Linked DNA regions of Arachis hypogaea: region 2 is linked to region 1. The links are chromatin contacts, called in public Hi-C maps. All regions are on one chromosome and are shown on one strand. Each heading gives the region's core, a stretch centred on a gene start, on an enhancer-like site or on the middle of the called end of the contact. The rest is flanking DNA. Distances are from core to core; before and after follow the strand shown.

What was found. A called contact is a pair of places that touch in the nucleus more often than the background predicts.
Region 2: a contact with region 1 is called in a Hi-C map of leaf, with 2.3 times the contacts expected there. The contact joins the promoter of LOC112722382 here to the enhancer-like site in region 1. A contact is called at or near these places in 3 of 8 Hi-C or Micro-C datasets (all in leaf).

Annotation. Positions count from the first base shown.
Region 1 is chr11:112,982,852-112,988,197 of arahy.Tifrunner.gnm2.J5K5, reverse strand. No RefSeq gene overlaps it. Among protein-coding and RNA genes, the nearest start is that of LOC112725195, 25 kb to the right of the region's middle. Within about 2 kb of position 3,782, at least 2 of the 3 cell types and tissues checked have open chromatin away from gene starts, as enhancers often do.
Region 2 is chr11:113,044,542-113,050,027 of arahy.Tifrunner.gnm2.J5K5, reverse strand. It overlaps LOC112722382, which reads right to left and starts at 4,176. Exons shown (of 12, transcript XM_072207088.1): 1 at 3,918-4,176; 2 at 3,469-3,552; 3 at 3,268-3,325; 4 at 3,028-3,071; 5 at 2,796-2,859; 6 at 2,496-2,564; 7 at 2,292-2,359; 8 at 2,105-2,210; 9 at 1,676-1,810; 10 at 1,071-1,140; 11 at 636-854; 12 at 1-173. The coding sequence starts at 4,027. The coding sequence ends at 2,303. It overlaps LOC112724012 (a long non-coding RNA gene), which reads left to right and starts at 4,135. Exons shown (of 5, transcript XR_003163270.3): 1 at 4,135-4,794; 2 at 4,926-4,985.

The DNA of each region.
Region 1 (5,346 bases), core at 2,533-5,032:
TTGAGGAGAATTTTAATTTTGGAATTTGGTTCAGCGAAGGTTTCAAATGCAACTTTTATCATTGTTAGTTATTGATGTTATTGTTGTTAGTTGGAAAACACGGAACTCTAGTTTCTAGTTGGTAAAATCTTGGTAAGATTATTTTTCGATATAAATATATATTAATTTTTATACATATTAGCAGTGGTAAGATTTTTTTTATTAATGTTAAAATAATATATATTGATATCAAAAAATTAATAGTAAAATATAAAAATAATTGTTAAAATTTTTTTTGGTAAAATCACAATTTAATAATTAAAAAATTATTGAAAAGTATCTTAAAAAATAATTTAATTATTAAATTTTTTAAAATATATTTTGGTAAAAATATAATTTAATCAATAAAAAAATAATTTATTATAAAGTATTTTGGTAAGAAAAATTTAAGGGATAAGTATTGTTTTGATCCCTAACGTTGAGGGTGAGAATCGAAACCGTCCCTCATCTAATTTTCGATTTAGAATCGTCATTAATGTTTTTTTTCGTATTAAAATCGTCCTTTTAATTTGTTTCGGACAAAAATACCCTCACCACTACCAACACCTTTACCATTACCATTACCATTACCAGCACCAGTCCCAGCACTAGCAGAAGCAGAAGTAGAAAGCATAAAAAATCAATATAAAACAAATGCAAAAGCTCAAGCACAAAACCAAGAAGCAGAAGCAGAAATAAAAAAATCATAACAAGAACAAAACCAACAAAACCATATTAGGAAAGTAAAGATTATGATGAATAAATTCATTATTCAAATCCAGATTCAACAAATCAAAATCAGATTTAACAAATCAACATACAATAATGATGTAGAAGTAGAACCCAGAAGAAGCAGAAGCACTCAAACAGAGGTAGAAAGTAGAAGAGGAAGCAGAAGATGCAGAAGCACTCAAGCAAACCCAGAAGAAGCAGAAGATGAAGCAGAAACAGAGATCGAAGCAAGAAGCAGAAGCAGCGAGGCGACGAGGAGCAACGGCGAAGTGGCGAGGCGGTGAGAAGCACTGGCGAGAACGCGGCGGTGCAGAAGCCGAGGCTCTCTCCCTGGCTCGCGACGGCGACGGCGACGGCAGCTCCAAGCTTCGCCGGCGCCGTCCCCCTCCCCCTCCCCCTCATCCTTTTCCCATTTCCCTTTCCCCTTTCCCTCCCCTCCCCTCCCCTCCCTTCCCTCCCCCTTCCCCTTCGTATACCCTTTTCCTCCCCCCCTCCCCGATGCATTTTCTTACCCTCCGCCCCCAACACGTTTTCTTTTATTTTTTTTGAAAATTTCATAACTTTTTTTATTAAAATAAGGGTAGTTTAAGAATAATATAAAAAAAATTAAAAATGATGATTTTAATACGAAAAAAACGTTAAGAACGATTCTAAATCGAAAATTAGATGAGGGATGTTTTCGATTCTCACCCTCAACGTTAGGGACCAAAACAATACTTACCCCTAAAATTTAATGACAAAAAAATAAAATTTTTGCTAAAGGATATTTTTGTAAAAAATAAATTTTTTTTTTGAAAAATAGATAAAGTTAATGTTAGTTAACACAACAAATTTAAAATGAATTAAAGAGCAGGTTTTTTAAAAGTTATAAGGGAGAAAAATGCATATTTTACAAATAAAAGAGAGGAGAGTATCATTTTAGCATTTTTCAAGAAAAAGAAATGAAATTTTCTCCAGATTAAAAGATATTATAAAAAACAAAAAAATTATTTTATCATTTATATTTAATTTTTGAGTTATGGTTAAACGGGCATCAATGTAAGTGTAAATAAAATTATGTTATTTATATTTTTATAAAATAAATTTTATCAATGTAAATTATTGAATTACAAATTACAATCACTTATTACAAATATCATTTGTACCAAATTTTATAAAGGCTAGAATATCTAAGTTTAGAATCCAACAACTTATATTAGAGAATTAATTACCTTTTTTTTCCTTCTAAAAATCAGTCAACAAAATAGAGAATAAGTAAGAGATGCTTGAGCTGTTGTTATAAAAAGGAAAATAAAAGTTAGAGAAAAAAATATTGTCTAAATGTTAGATGAAAAACTTAAGGTTAATTCTCAATAATCTTTTGACTTTTTGTATATATATATATATATATATATATATATATATAATATAATATAATTCTAAATATATCTAAAGGTGTCAGTCTATTTATAGTAGAGTAGATAATCATTTTTTAGAGTAGTTTTATATTTGATCGATAGTAGATAATTGTTCTTTTTTTGTAAGGAAGTTATTGAGATCTCTTTTTTAAATAAATACAATATATTTTAGGAGTTAGTTACTTTTTCAAATAAATAGAACTAAATTGTTTCTCGTTACGTCCAATCTATATAAAATCGGATAGATGTAGATAAGGCCAATCTTTTTGAATAGACTTTTATTCATTTTAGACCTTATTATATATATACACCAGATATGAACAATATATAACAATTTTTACAGCGGCACAAATTTTTTTAATGCTATCTCTTTATATATATGTAAACTTTTAAGTATATATTATTTTAGATATATATCGATTTATTAATCATGTCAATAAGGGCAGAATTTCGCACACGTAAAAGGAAGCTTTCAAAATTTCAGACAAATTTTATGAACTCAGTTAGGAAGATGGCTAAGGAAAAAAAAAAAAAATCAACTTTTAGCCGATAAACAAACAAATTTAATTACTAACCATCTCTTTTAAATTATCTTTTTACCTTTTCTTACTTCTTATCCTTCTTCTTAATACCACAATTTTATCTACCCACCAACCATCACTTGCCGTCGTCAACCACCCACCCTATGTGATTATCTTAAATTCTAAACTCTAAATTATATATTCTAAATTCTTAACCTTAAATTTTAAACCTTAAATCTTAAATTTTAAATTATAAATCATAAATTTTAAATCTTAGATATTCTTTTTTAATATTCAATTATTGGTTAATTTTCAAATTTATTATATTAACAAAGTTCTTTAACATAAAAACGTTACAAACATAAACAAGAATACAAGATGATACTATAAAATGAAAATAAGCCTTACTTAACATGGAAATATATATATATATATATATATATATATATGATTAAGTTCAAAGCTAGCTTCATTCCTAATGTTTCCAAAAACTGAATAAAAAGGGCTACCTTACCGATAAATTATGGTTTTGTGAAGTTGGTGTATGCATGATTTTGTTGGCAAGAACATAATGCAATTATGCAAGGATATAGATGGAATTGAAAAGGTAAAAAGGAGAGGTTTATTGCATTTGCATTAGCATTAGAGCGGTGAAAGAGACAGAATCAGCAACGACATGCATCCCATGTTTGACAACTACCAATACATCACTCCCACTTCCAATCATTATCCCTTCATTTTTCTCTTTGCATGCAAAAACTCCTTTCTTTTCTTTCCCCTTCTTCCCCTATATATGTTCTTTCATAATCATAACTAGAATCACAATATGCTCCATCTCTACATTATTGTATAATACCCTAACAAAGAATTAACATCATTATTGTAGTGGATTATTTCATTTGTTGTAATAATAAGATATAAAATGTAGTAGTACATACTTAGTGGATTTCACTTTCAACGTGAAATGTGTAGGGGAAGGCCAAGTTGTCGTGGCATTATTGGCATGGACCACATACATAAGAAGGAGTGGGATCTCATCTCTTAAATGATCCTGGTTTTGATGAGTGGTGCAGATTGAATGACACAAAACCAACGTAAGATGTTATGAATTCGTATGAACTATCACGCGCACCGGAGGCGCGTGGGAAAGTGGAACAGATCTGCCCCAACCTCAGTCTATGTATTTCATAATTTCAAGGCGACGCTCGTGACAAGATTTTCTTAATATTTGACATGTTTTTTTTTGTACAAGGGAATCATATTTTGTTTCAAGACAAGACACAAGAATAAAAATACTAAAAGAAAGCTCGTGTCCCATTTTTTATTGTCTTTTCTTTGAGGCGATAAGAATTGAAGTTAGGGTTATAGAAAACTTTATCCTATATAATAAATTTACTTGCTCTAAAAGTTTAAGCCCGAAAATTGAGATAAATAGAGGCCAATTTTTTTGGATATTATAAACGGTGTAATACATTGATATTCTACTAATTTGATGTAATATACTGATATGAGGGTTGTTAATATCACAAAAATTTGTGATTAATGATTTTAGGAAAAGACAAAAAATAAATAAAAATAAGATTAACGATTTAAAGTATGACAAAAAATAAATAAAAATAAGACTAGCGATTTAAAGTAGGATAATTTTTTTTTAGAATTAGTAAAATCGGTAGTCTTCTTAATTTCTTAAATTGATTTTAACCGTTGATCAATAATTCAATGGTTCTTGGTTATTCTTTCACCTTCTTTCTCTTTACTGAAATTGTCAGTAACGATTTCTTTTCAAAACGTGATCAACGATTTTTGTGGATATCGTTATAAAACTCATATATGTGGATTACACATCTAAAGTATCATTTCAACGTATTACACAAATCTAATTGCAATATAAAAAATAATTAGCGATAAATAAATGGTTATATATATAAATATATTTAGAATTTTATTAATATGTGTCTTAAAAACACATTTAAAGAATATTATAAAAAATATTTTATTAAAAAATAATTTTTTTATATTTTTAATACATTAAATACATCAAAAATTTTAAAAAATTTTGTTATTATACTTTTAAAATATACTCTCAAAACACATGGTAACTATATACTAACTAAATCTATATATTTAACAACGTATAAAGATGGTGTTTGAATTATAAAATAATTTAGATAACACTTGTTCGATCATAGCATTTGTTATTGGAGAAAGCATACTACAAGGTGTCAGACTTAAAAGAAAATGAGCTACTTAGGTTGTGGCATGCTTGCAATATGTGAAGCGATATTATAGCTAGTAAGCGAATTTTGTTTTCTGTTGTACTCTTTTTTTCGATTTCATGAATTTTTTTAAAGGATTTTTTTGAGAAAATTTTAACGAGGCATCGTAGTAAAGGCTAGGGTTAAAACTCAAAAACTCTTAATAGCAACTTGTAAGTTTGTAATTTATTTTGATTAATAAAGTATATTTTTTCTATGTGTTCCGTTTTTATTGTACCAACTCAAGATCGACAAAACGTGACAATCATGACCGACCTCTTATGATCAGCATGATGAAGTGATGAGATCCGAGTTGTTGTATAGTAGTTATACAAGCAAATTAGAATAAGTTTTTAAACAATTCAAAAATAATGAGTTATACAGGCTATAAAAATAAATTGCAAAAGTAACTTAGCATTGCGA
Region 2 (5,486 bases), core at 2,927-5,426, 61 kb before region 1:
TTACTCCTTAGCACATCTATAATACACTGCTCTTTATATAATGTAAAGAATTAGCAACAAAGGTTTTCTTGAACAGAAATATACTAGTCCAAGAACTTAGACCCTCTATCAATTAGTTCTTCCTTTGTCTCTTTAGGATTAGCCTTCGACCAAATATACTCATTGCTATTTATCTGAAAACAATAAGAGGACACTAAGCATAAAGAAGTGTGTCATTTTGTACCAAAACACAAGGGTTCTTAAATCAAAGTCATGAATTCTGGAACTTAGGCAGTGTAAAATCAATTGCAGAAAACAAATGTTGTACAAATACAGAGCAACACCATGCACTTTTGCGCCAAATAGAAACTGAAAATAGAGAAAATAAAATAGAAGCCTATGCAACTTAATTCCTTAATTTGAAAGCATGATAAGGAGTGAAGCAAAAGACAGATACTAATCAGCAACATTGACAAACTTGACAAAGGCGTTAAAATAAATGAGCACTAAATTTTAGCAAACATAATTATTTATATTCTAACTATATCAGAATTGCAAATTGAGCAAGTAATATAATATAATTTGAAATACTAACAACAGAAACTGCAGAAAGCACTTCTCCAAAAGAACTTTGTACAACGGTAACAAGGGCATACCTTGGGAGAACTGGGGCAAGAACAAGTGCAGGATTTTGGGAGAACGCAGCAGTTTCCGAAGTCGTCTCTACCTTGGCAGCATTTTGATTGAGGACAAGAGCAACTGAAACAGCTCCTCCTCCATTTACAGCACTCTGATCTGAAACAGCTCCTCCTCCTCCTCCTCCTCCATTTTGATTGATGGAGGGAAGACAATTGCAGCTGCAGCAATTGCATGGCCTGCAGCAGTGATACAAACAAAATTAGGAATCGCTCAGAGTTTCAATCTTCAAAGCTAAACAATATTAACATACTATTCATATGTGAAAATCAAAGAAAGAAAGGCACAGTTACGGCAACAACATTGAAGAGTGTAATAGAATTAAGGTTAATAACTCAGTGTAGTACTACAATTAATAGTCAAGACTTAAATGCTGAAGTAGGTTAGGACATTACCAATAATTTAGAATGTCACGAGAAAACTTTCTGAATCTAGCAAAACCAAATTATATACGCATTGAAAAACCTAAGCAATGTGCATTAAGAGATTCAGAATTTGCATTAAAAAAATCATACCCAGAGAAGCTAACGATACTAAAAAGAGAAAAATATCATCGAAAAAAGCAATTCTATCAAGACAAGGGACATTGATATCCAATTGCAGTGCAACCTCTATTGGAGTTGTTTTCTGAATTAAAGTCATGTGAGCATATATAGAATTAAAGTGATTGATCATCACCATAAACAAATTTTGTATTGTCTTTATATACCTTTAAAACTGATAACATTGCATAACTAAACACGATAAAGACAACAAGCAATGAATTGTATAAGGAACACGTTTAATCAACAATTCTAATTCCCTAAACTAACCAGAGATCTGGAACCAGTTAGACAATCACAGACATTGATAAAACTATTATTTCCTCTAACAGCAAGAAATCATCATTAATTTATTATTTATTGATGGCATCAATTGAATAAAACAAGCAAAATAGAAACTGCATATCACTAAATCCAGTTGTGTAAATGCTACTAAATAGCCAAGTAAAACACTGCACCTGAAGCCCGAGGGCCCATTTTCTCTCAACAGAGATCTGTGGTCTCATTCCTACTTGATAGTCCATATAACCTGGAAGGTGCCCAGCAACTGGAGAAGAAACTTCACTGGAATGATTACGATTGAAACCAGCATCCTAAACAGTTACATTATAAACACAAAAATAAGCTTTGCATGATATCCTATTTGAAAAGAGAAAACAAAGAAATCTAATACCAAGAACAGAAAATCTACAACTCCAGCACAAAATCCATAAGAACTCGTTCTAGCTAGAAAGATATATTCCATCACATGGAGTGTAGAAAGAAATACTGGGCTGCTTCCCATTTGACATGGGTATAAAGTTAGAAGCAAGTTAAAAAGTCAGATCACTTCATTTAAGATAGACAAGTGAAGAGATCTTGAGCAATTAGAGGGAAAAGAAACCCACCATAGTCTCTTGAACTATTTGACAAAGCAATTGCAACAGCACTCAACAGCCTGCTAGCCTCTGGTGCATCAAGAACTACACCACTTGCACTTTGAGGAGCAATGAGCTAGCGATATACAAGACAAGCAAGCAGTTACTCAGTGAAAACATTAATCTTCCAATGAAAAATTAGAGTGTTAAACCATACCAAAAATTCCTTTACACCAAAACATAACTGCAGATCATGAAAAGTAAAATTCCAGTCAAACGATTTGCCTGCATCACCCAGAAGGCAAAACAAATAAACAAAAACAAGTCCTCAAAACCAACCAAACATTTGCAAACAAAAAAGATAGTCAAAATTAGCACCAGTTTTTATTTCAAAATAGTACTCCATGCAATAACTTTTCACCTCATATTGCAGTTCAGATTTGATCTTGTATGAGTTTTTGAAATTCTCCAAGGGAATTGCACCTTTTTCCTAGAATCAAAGAAAACAGCAAAATTCCATTAATAGAAAACAGTAAAGAATAGGAAAACACACTTGGTATACTAAACTGATAATATCTTACCACGAGATTTCAATATTCATACTAGCAGCAACTAAACAAACTGTATTTACCACAAGATAATCCAAATCAAACATAATTTATTTAAAAAGAAAGTTATTTCTTAAATTCAAATCCTGAAACATGAAATTAACTAAGCATACCAATAAATTATTAGGACCATCAGCCATCCAGAGACGACAAATTGCCTCAATTTTAGAAATGAACCTACAAAATAAATTTATTAAGTAACATAAAAGAATAATGTTATCATGACAGTAGAGTAGCATCATTTCAACACAAAGAACCATTTCTCTTACAGTAATGCTATAAAGTGTTCTTGTAATTGAGATTTCATGCAAATTTGAACGAAGAGGGCTCGAAAGATAAACAAACCTTTCCCATGAAGAAGCTACAGTGAAATCATCAAAATGCTCAAACTGCATTGACATTTGAAGAAGGAGGTAGTAAAATTAGCACTACCCCTAATACCATCATTGCACGCAATAAGGAATCCACCAATTAATTAAGAAATAAGAATTTTGATTCAGTGGTAAGGAGAAAGAGAATACCACTTCCTCTGAAACATCAGTACTTTCTTTAAAAGTCTGATCTCTTCCAGTGAATGATACTCACCTCTTCAGGGAACAAATCTGGGTGTTTAGAAAATATTCTGAGCCTCAAATCGTTGTATCTGGAAGAAATGGGAACTACACAAATTAAAAGAGAAAAAGGATTATAATCAATAAAGCACAATAGATTGAAGCTATATACCAAGAGAAATGATCTAACAATAAAACCCTGAAGAAATATAAGGTACAAACAATTGATTCATACGTTCCAATAACATTATTAATCCTGTCAACTGCTCTCTCCCTAATTTGTGAAGCTTCCAAATAGCGATCTAGTTCTGCTTGTGGCCTGAAATGACACCAATCAACTACAATGAGATCAATTAGAGAGCAGAGTAGACCCCTTTATTATTTGGGGAAATAAGATGAAAAGTCCATTTAATCTATCCTTTGCTTGACGCCAAAATTACGATAGTAAAAACATGGAACAATATAAGAACAACAACTAATTAGAAAATTAGAAAACCTAAAATTAGAACCCAAAACTCCCAAAAATTCACAGAACCAATTGAAAATTAATATATACCTTCTCTATCTCAATTAGCCATTGCAGTTCATCATCACTATCAAAACCATACACACCTTCGAACTGAAAAGTGGGAGCGACTTAGAGAATGAGCGAGAAAGAGAGGATACAGAACAGAGAATGGTTACCTGGTGACAGAGAGTACTCCCTTCGAGCTCCTTCGCGGCGGCACAGCAACCCCTAGCAGTGGCGGTGGAGCTTCAGCGGCGACGGAGCACCCCCTTCTTCTCTCTTCCATCGCGTTTTCTCTCTTCCTCGAGCTCTCTGTCACTGGCGCTCGACGACGACAGCGAAGCCCTAGCCGGCGTCGTCCTTTCTTTCCTTCCTTCCCCTCTCCTCTCTTCTTCTTGCCGTGCTTCCGCTTTCTGATTTATTGTCTTATTTGGTGCTTTTATATTAGGCAACATTTTTAAAGAGCACCCAAAACATAAGGAAAAGGTTATTCTTTAAAATGTACTCTTTGGTAAAAAAAGTGCAACTATAGATAATTAGATATTAAGAATTTTAAATAAGACTACGCTTTATAAGTAATATTTATATTTATAATATTTAAAGAGATATTTTTTAAGTAATGGTATAATTATATTTTTTACTTTTTTATAAAATAATAATACGAAAAAACGTAAATAGATTATATTTTTTAAATATAGCTTAAAAAAGTGTGATTAAATAAATATTTTTATTGTAGTATCATGCCAAGAAAAATCAAAACTCAATTTGGATTCAGATTATTGATTACTTGTAGTCATGATAAAAATTAGTTTAAATATTAGAGTCAAAATTCTATCTAGTTGATTTATATAGATTGTTACAAGGTAATAGTTTACAATAGATTTTGGCAGGACATAGAAAAAATATTATCCAATTTATATTGAAGATAAACCTTTTAAGGTGATTCAATCGTCGCCTCTCTCACCCTCATCAGCGACACAGTTGCACAGATTAGAGACCATTGGAATAAAACAAAGGCTGTTGATATTTGATAAACACAACAATGACCCTCAGGTTAGTAAGTAGAACCATTTTCAATTTTATTTTTCCAACTCTTGTTTTCTCTATTTTATTGTATAAGTTGATTACAACATCTTTGCTTATGTCAAGGTTAATGCACTGTCTAACTAACCTTGTTATTGCAGTTTCTGAAGATAATGGTGATTCATGGTGTAGTTTGCTTTACGTTTGGTAGCAGGTTTGACGTAAGAAACTGAAGCTTTTGTTGCACTAGTCACTTGTTCGATTAAGATGCTCTTTTAATTAGTTAGTGCGCAGCACTGCACTAGTGAATTAATCATCTTTAATTTTATGTCATTAGTAGATATTTTGAACTTTCTTATTTTGTTCCATTTTACGTTATCTTTTTAACAAGTAAATAAGTTTAATTGACTGAGTTGTAACATGTTCATCCCTGTGAATGTGTTTAGTCTAATCCCTAAGACATTAGTTTGTTGGTTCAATGCTAATTAGATTTATTAATTTTGCAATTGATATTCCGGCTTCAGGCCTTTGTTTTTAGTCACTTATAGAAGCATCTTCGGACTTGCCTGAGCATGAATGGTTGGTCTTTGGCATCATATAATAAACCTCAGCCATCAAAGATTTCATTCATACTCAGGTTGTCTCTTTATTTTTTTAACATAAATTACTTTTAGAGCAAGGTCCTTTTGATATATGTACATTACTTCCTCTTCCAGAAGTAA